Linked DNA regions of Zea mays: region 1 is linked to region 2. Evidence: chromatin contacts called from public Hi-C data. All regions are on one chromosome and are shown on one strand. Each heading gives the region's core, a stretch centred on a gene start, on an enhancer-like site or on the middle of the called end of the contact. The rest is flanking DNA. Distances are from core to core; before and after follow the strand shown.

Evidence for each region. A called contact is a pair of places that touch in the nucleus more often than the background predicts.
Region 1: a Hi-C map of leaf shows a contact between it and region 2, with 4 times the contacts expected there. The contact joins the promoter of LOC100281873 here to the promoter of LOC103647788 in region 2. A contact is called at or near these places in 3 of 25 Hi-C or Micro-C datasets (ear, leaf and tassel).

The regions. Positions count from the first base shown.
Region 1 is chr2:215,351,092-215,354,854 of Zm-B73-REFERENCE-NAM-5.0, reverse strand. LOC100281873 (exodeoxyribonuclease V) reads right to left here and starts at 2,266. Exons shown (of 2, transcript NM_001154793.2): 1 at 1,099-2,266; 2 at 472-973. The coding sequence starts at 2,097. The coding sequence ends at 890.
Region 2 is chr2:215,026,772-215,030,999 of Zm-B73-REFERENCE-NAM-5.0, reverse strand. LOC103647788 (SUMO-activating enzyme subunit 2) reads right to left here and starts at 2,175. Exons shown (of 11, transcript XM_020548590.3): 1 at 1,848-2,175; 2 at 1,642-1,731. The coding sequence starts at 1,883. LOC109944607 (a long non-coding RNA gene) reads left to right here and starts at 3,837. Exons shown (of 2, transcript XR_002267718.2): 1 at 3,837-3,925; 2 at 4,018-4,175.

The DNA of each region.
Region 1 (3,763 bases), core at 1,017-3,516, 320 kb before region 2:
TATAAAAAAAACACATGTGTATCACTATAAAAGTTTCATTAAAGTTATGACCATTATCTTTTAAAAATAAAGAGGGTAAGAAAAGACAACTAGTGTTAGGTGTTTTTATAGCTATTTAAGATAAATTTTGAACTCTGTAAGTGTAGTACTCGTTATGGGAAAGAAAGCGAGGGAGTAGTCGAGTAGTAGGTGACAAAGATGGCACTAGAATAGCTCGAGCTATCGCGATCGGTTGAACCGGTAAAGGTTGCCGATTTACCAAGTCTCACGGCCAACGAAGAACGACCCGACGGGCGCCGTTCGTGCCACGGAGCAGGGACCCGGCCGGCCGGTGCCGATGGACGACGGTCGTGGCTGGTGGGTAATAAACCGCAGCCACCACAGCGGAACCGCGGAATCATCCAATCCCGATTGCAGTTGCAGGTCCCCCCAGCCAACCCGAGAACAGAATAGAGAATACGTAGCCTTTTTCTTGCTGGTCTCCACCACAAGATCGGAAAACCAAGTTGATTTCCTGACGTAGCGCGCGCACGTACACACTGCTGCGAGCCTGCGACTAGCAGAAGCACAGAGCCCAGCCCACGCGGGCACACGCGAATTCGAAGCTTTTTTTTCGAAGTTTCGCTGCAGACACACACACACCCAAAGTGGGTGGAAAGTGGAGGCGGAAGGGGAGCAAACGGAAGGTTTGGGTGGAAGAAATTACAAGGAGACTAGATACTTCTTCGATCGTCCGGACGACATCTCGCTTGAGGAAACTGTACACTCGCTGGCGGACGCAAACACGCTGTGCTTGGTATTTACACGCGCACGCCGGCCGGCCGGACGACCGGCGCCGGCTCGTCTCGCCGAAGAAGACAAGTGGGGGGGATGATTGGGAAGGAGGCCGTCACTCCGCCGCAACCACCGCCGCTGGTCGCGCGCGGAGGCTCGGGCTCCGCGGCTGCCGCAGCATCTCGACCAGCGACTCCGCCTGCGCAATCGGGGGAAAAAACGGAAGCGCATTAGTTTGCGAGTTAAGCTGAGACGGGCGAATTGATTGGATATTTCTGTTGAATGCGGGGAATAATGCGAGACGTGGCGTGTGTGTGTGTGTACCTTGGTTTTGAGCTTGGTGCGGGCGGAGGAGGACTGGGAGAGGGCGACGAGGGGCGGGATGGCGCCCTCGCGAGCGACCATGGTGCGGTAGACGGCGTTGTCCTCGCAGATCTGCAGGAGGCAGAGCGTGGCGATCTCCTTCTGCCGCGAGGTGCCGACCTCCACCATCTCGACCAGGACGGGGATGCCGCCTTCCTCCACGGCGGCGGCTCGGCCGTCCCCGGAGCCCAGGAGGGAGTGGAGGACGTACGCGGCCTTGTCCACCATGCCGGACTCCGGGTCGGCCATGAGGTCCAGCAGGGGCCGCACGGCCCCGGCCTCCACGGCGCGCTGCCGGTTCTCGCGCGCGCCGCTGCAGAGCGCGTACAGCGCCGTGGCGGCGTCCTTCTTCCCCCGCGCGCCGCCGGTCTCGAGGAGGGAGACCAGCAGCGGGAGGGCGCCCGCGCGGCCGATGGCCGCCGCGGAGGCGCCGTCGAGCTGGGACAGCCGGAGCAGCGCGCACGCCGCGTTCTCCCGCGCGGCGGGCGACGCGGCGGACTTGAGCGCGCGCACCAGCGGCCGTATCGCCCCCGCCTCGATGATGGCCGCCTTGTTCTCGTCGCAGAGGGAGAGGTTGAGCAGCGCCGTGACGCCGTGCTCCTGCAGCAGCGGGTCCGCGTGCGCCAGCAGCCTGACGAGCGGCCGGACGCCGCCCGCCGCCGCGATGCGGACCCGGTTGTCCGGGTTGTGCTTGGCCAGCAGCCGGAGCTCCATCGCCGCGCGGCGGAGCGAGTCCAGCGACGGCGACGGGCGCTCCAGCTCCGCCACGAGCGAGGAGATGGCGTCCTCCGACGCCTCGGACGCGCAGGAGAGCAGTAGGCGGTGGATGCCCGCGGCGGGCGTGAAGGAGAGGTCGTCGCTGCCGCACTCGCTGAAGGGCTCGGAGCAGGAGGAGTCCCCGCTGTCGCTGTAGCAGCTCGTGCTGCGCCGCCGCGGCGAGGTGGACGCGTCCGACTCCATCCCCTTCGGCAGCCTCGTATTGCGCGGCTGGTCTAAGAGCTGGAGCAAATGCCGGAAGGCGAGGCGAGGAGGAGGACGGCAGAGGAGCCCGAGTGGGGAATGGAATTCGGTTCTTTGCGTTTGGAATTGGATGGGGAGGCGGGCGAGCGAGCGGTGGCGACGCGACCAGCGAATGAAATAGGGATGGGTCGGGCGGGGTTAACCCTCTCGCGTTAACTAATCCACCCTTTAACTTTTTTGTCGGCTTCATCCTCTACCGGCAACTGCTGCCGTCAGATCCATATCGACCGGTGCTTGTCCGCCTCGTGACGAGTCCAATTGTGAGACACAGCGTGGGGCGCCCCGCGCCCGCCGTTGGATCGTGCCTCGGCAGGGGACCAGACCGCCCGACGTGACACGTGAGATGGACCCCGTCCGCGCGCGTGCGTACGGGCGAGGGGTGCACGTGAGGGCGGCAGGGCGCTTGCGGGTCGGGACAGGTCCACGTTGGCGTGCACCACGCTGGGCTGTCTCGGGTGGTGGGCTGGCAGCTGGCTACTGGCTTACATGGCGTTACGGCCTTACCCTTACGGGCCCGCATAGCAGTGAGTGACTCGCCTGAGGAATCCAACCTATCCTTTACAAGCCAGCATGGAGCGTTGTTGAAGCTCTGGTCTGGATTTGGCAAAGCATTGGCATTCCAAGCCGATAGATTACCTGAGATGCAGGGAGACTACAGTGTTAGCTAACTGACTCAACATTGTGTAGTTGGCTACTCCTCCTGTAGCACCAAATCGCTGCTTGGAGTTGGAGTTAAAACTGTTTTTTTTTCTTTACTAAGGGGAACTAATATCTTTTTTGTGCTGTACAAATTGCCGTAAAGTGTCAGGCTTGTGGGGGCACAAAGTGCCACGAGGGAAATGCGATTCTGATATATTACTGTACTTGCTCTCTACTGTACGTGCCCAGTAGACCAGTAGGCCATAGAATACGAAACTACCAACTGGCAGCAGAAGCATTCGCGGACTCGCGGTCGTCTGAAAATCCCACTTAGCCCAAGATCCTACGCGTGTTCGGTGTTCCGATTCCAAATTACTAACCAATGACCGAGAACACAGGGCCAAAAGTTCACGCAACCATTGGGGTCTTTTTTGCTCGAGAACAGTTCCGCTCGCCTCTACCCAAAAGGGATCCAGCCTCCTGCACGGGGAGAACGTCTGAAACGACCACGGGCCACGGCGACCACCAAGGCACCAACCATGGATGGGTGGAGGAGCCATGGAGAGCGAGAGCAAAAAGCGACTAAGCGAGTGAGCCTTTTGCTCGCGTCACTCTACAGCGAGGTGAAGAAAGTACACCGCGCTTGACCAATGACGAGAAGAAGGGAAACAACACCAACGCAACGCCAACCAACGCGGCTGTTGCTGCCGCACGTACTCACACCGGGCTCCTGCCTCTTTAAAATTGATTTGTGTATTTGACCTTGTGCGCTTCTGCCTCTGCGAGGTGGCTGCGTCACTTAGCACTAAACAGCGCGGCATCCTTCCTCTCGAGCCTTGACTCCGACTGACTCAATGGAAATGGAGTGAAGCGGTGCGTAATGACTTCTCAAAGGAGATAGCTCTTTGATTAATCATCGCCTGATTCCCATGGTTGCAGCTATTTCTCTCCCCCCCCCCCCCCTTTT
Region 2 (4,228 bases), core at 926-3,425:
AGTGTTACTCACAGGTTTCACCTGACAATCTGACATAGTAACATGGAAACTGTGATCACTGGTCAATCATTTTATATGATATATACATTTACACTAACATGCAAGATATATTGAACCTTTCTGTAGTTTTCTGCAGACAATCACGAGTTCTGATCTCTACTGTTTCTTTCTCTGACCTTGATGAGAAGGGTGATATGGATTATGGAATATGATGATAACTGTCCAGATTCAAAAAGAGAGTTACAACCCCAAAGTGTAGATACCAATAAGGACTGGGAGTTTCGTGGCGTGCACAGGGTATGGACATAGAAACTGGACATCATATATCTTTTATATGAAATTCTGCATGTTGTTTTGTTTTTGAGGAGCACTATTTTACAATTTTAATCTGTTTTCCTTTTGCTAGGTGGCGAAGTTGGACAAGTGCCTACGCAAAAAAATCAAGGAATGGGCATGCAGTAACTGTTTTTACTGTTGGTATGAGTGGCATGTTTGACGAGAGGGTAATTGGGCCTAAGGATTTGCCAAAGCCAGCTCAGTGGCACCACATAGCTGTCCATAATGACCACCTAGGTGCTTATGCTGTTCAGAAGCTGGTGAAGGAGTATGTGGTTTAAATAAATAAAATCTTCATTTTACCTTGAATACAACTATATCAATCTTTTTCGCTACGGATGCTGTTATATTTTTTCTTTCACCTTATGTCAGTTCTGCTGTCTATGTTGAGGGCGATATTGAAACCAGGGTCTACAATAACAGCGTTAATGATCATTTTGCAGATTCTATGGAATCAGGCCAGAAATAGTAACAAGTCACGGCATTTTTCCCGCGCTTCGTGGACGCACCCCCCCCCCCCTCGCGCTATAAAAGGGAGGGCACACACGGTAGGGGAGGACGGAGGAAAAACGAACTCAAGGCTTCTCAGAGGGTCTTAACAAACGGACAGACGAACACAGACTGACTGAGAGACTCTCAAGCAATACAACTCACAGTGGATGTAGAGTATTACGCTCCGACGGCCCGAACCACTCTAACCCTTGTGTTCTCAAGTTCATCCAACTAGCCAGACAAATCCCTAAGCCCCCTCCTCGTCTTAGGATCAGGGCGAGTGTGTTACGCCACCTGGCCGGAGATGTTTTCTCTCCGACAGCTACCTTTATACCTTTTTATGCCTTGATATATGAAAGGCAAGCATCAATCGAATAATGTGAGTGTGATATCTGATCTTGCTTTCATGGTTGATTTCATACATTTAAGTGTCTGTGGTGAATCTATATTGAGTAGTGTCCTACTCAATATATTGAATAATAAACAATGAGATGTCTTGTGTTTGACGAACGATGTATGTCCGGTGAAGTATTTATTAGTCCTTTATTTTTAGGCGCAATTATATTTGAGAAATTGGTGAGAAATACTTGACACATTTGTGGATGGTTCCCAATATTGGTGTCGAGCATTCCGATCATGGATTAATGCCGTGGCAGCTTTTGATCCGATCCTCCTAGGTACGAACATCATTTCTAGGACATGATTAATAAAAAATGAACGAGATGCATACAATATATATGAAGCACTGGTTGGAGCAAAACGAGGCAGTAAACCTAAACACAGCGTTGATGTCAAAACGAAACGGAGACTCACGATGTGTATGTCGCTGAATCCGGAGAGCGCGAGCGTCTTGAGCAGCTCGCAGCCGATGCCTCCCGCCCCGACCATCAGCACCTTCGATGCCTGCATGCCCGCGCACCCAGACGCACGCGCACACACCAGGGAAAAACGTTAACGAATCATCCCTGCGCGCAGGCGCAACCGAAATCCGACAGTGCACGACGGGGCCCGTCACTCACCTTGACGGCCTCCTCCGAGGACGCGGCGGCGGACATCGGGGGGGGGGGGGGGGGGGGGGGCGCAGTAGGGGCACGGCGAGGGTTTTGAGTGAGGTGGGGTTTGGGGGTGCGGATGGGAAGTTGGGGCGAGAGGGAGAGCGGTTTGGGCAATTTCGTGCCAGGGAGACGCGGAGGGAACGGCGGGCTGCCAAAGGGATGCTGTCCGGGTGGCTGCTGCGGACTGCGGTGCTGCCTGCCTGGGGCGGTGGGGCCTGGGCAGCCCAGCCTGCCCGCTGCCCGCTGGTCAGCCGTCGTGCCAGGCTCGATGCGGCATTTAAGGCACGTTTGGTTCCACCTAGATTTTTAAGGATGTGTTTGGTTGCGGGTCAGGACGAGATGGAACAGGACCATCCCACACACTAGAGTGTTTGGTTGTGAGTCAAGGCTGAGACGGGACCATCCCCACAAAAATACTATCACTAGAATATTGTCCCTATTCATCCCTCTGAATCGGACGGACAATTGCGTCCTCCCTGGGACAAAGCCCCTCACGAGCCCTTCTCATCCTCAGATCCGGCTCCTTCACCCCGCTGGCCGGCGAGCGGCGAACTCCAAGTGCAGAGTGGGACAAGGCCCCTCACGAGCGGTGAGTCCCCTTTCCCCTCTACTCTCCTCTTCCCCTCTGATCTCCTCTTCCTCCTCCATCCCTGGGCGTGGTGGCGACGTACCAGGCACCCGAGTTATGCTCGTACTGCGGCGGTGTGGTGGTAGCAGCCGACGTGGAGAGCACGCCGCAGCTCTGCTTCTTCTTGCTCTGCTTCGCATCCGACGCTGCTGCTTCTGCTCCCTCTGCTCACGTCGCCTTGTGTCCCTCGCCTGGACGGTCGCCCGAACAGGAAAGCAGGCACCTGGAGGTCACGCTGCACCTGAAGTTCCAGATCCCGGGTGCCATGTCCATCCACGCTGCACCTAGAGTTCTAGATCTTGTAGTACTGTAGTCTAATTGATTTTTGGTGCTAGTCTGATTGATTTTTGGTGGACTGATATCACGAGTAGTACTTAGTTTGTAGGTAGTAGGATTGATTCGCCACAACATCAGTAGTACTGTAGTCTGTAGTGGATTGATTTGCCATGTTATAGGTTCAGAGAATAATATCCGATCTTCACATGGAAAAATAAGCTCAATTAAGAAGAGCGATATTCCATATCTAAGAAATGAAATCGTAGATTCATGCGTACTATAATGTCTATTAAACTAAAAATAGGAAAAAGATAAAAATGTATAACAAAAGTATGAAATATATAGGAGTAGATAAATTAACTTATAAAAACTTATATTTTGATTAATGTAATGTTCAGCAGGGAAAAAATATGTTGAATGTGTTTTAGGTACAAGTCCGATGCATACATGCAGTTAACACTTATATTTTGTTATTATGGACAGTTTGCATGAACACTTGATTGTACACCTATATATCAATTCTACATGATTGCTGTTTGCTTGAGATTATTTCCCCAAATATTGATATGATTCCAGATTCATCATGACATGCCATATATTTTTTTTTGGATTTGATGCTTACATGTAGATGGATAAGAAGACCAAGATTATAGTTTGTGTTGCTGCTGCACATATATTACTGTCAATGATGGCTATGATTATTCATTCTAGAAAAAGAAAACGAAATGCAAGGAGGACTGGGATTACCTATGCACCAATGCATGAAAGGGATAGAACTAGAATTGAATATCTCAACACAAAGATTTGGAGGGATGACACAACATGTATAAACATGATTAGAATGAAAAGGGCTTGTTTCTTTCACCTAACTAAACATTTTAGAGAGCGTGGTTTACTTCAGGACACTATTCATATGTGTGTTGAACAACAAGTGGCCATGTTTCTAAATACAGTTGGGCATAACCTTAGAAATAGGTTGATTGGCACGAATTTTGGTAGATCTAGGGAAACAGTTAGTCGATGTTTCAATAAAGTTCTTCGTGCAATTGGTGAGCTACGTGGGGAACTAATTAGGCCACCTTCATTGGACACTCCAACCAAAATAGCAGGGAACTACAGATGGGATCCGTATTTTAAGGTGTGAAACTTATCACTCTTTTGTTTTTAGGTCTATATTCATGTTGCACATATGGCCCCTAATGTTTCATGCTTGTATTGCCCTTAAACTAGGATTGTATTGGAGCTATTGATGGTACACATGTAAGAGCCATTGTTCCTAGAGATATGGAGCATGCCTTTCGTGGTAGGAAGTCCTATGCGACTCAAAATGTAATGGCGGCTGTAGATTTTGATCTACGCTTCACTTATGTGTTGGCTGGTTGGGAGGGAACAGCTCATGATGCTAATGTATTACGAGATGCTTCAGAACGTGTGAATGGCC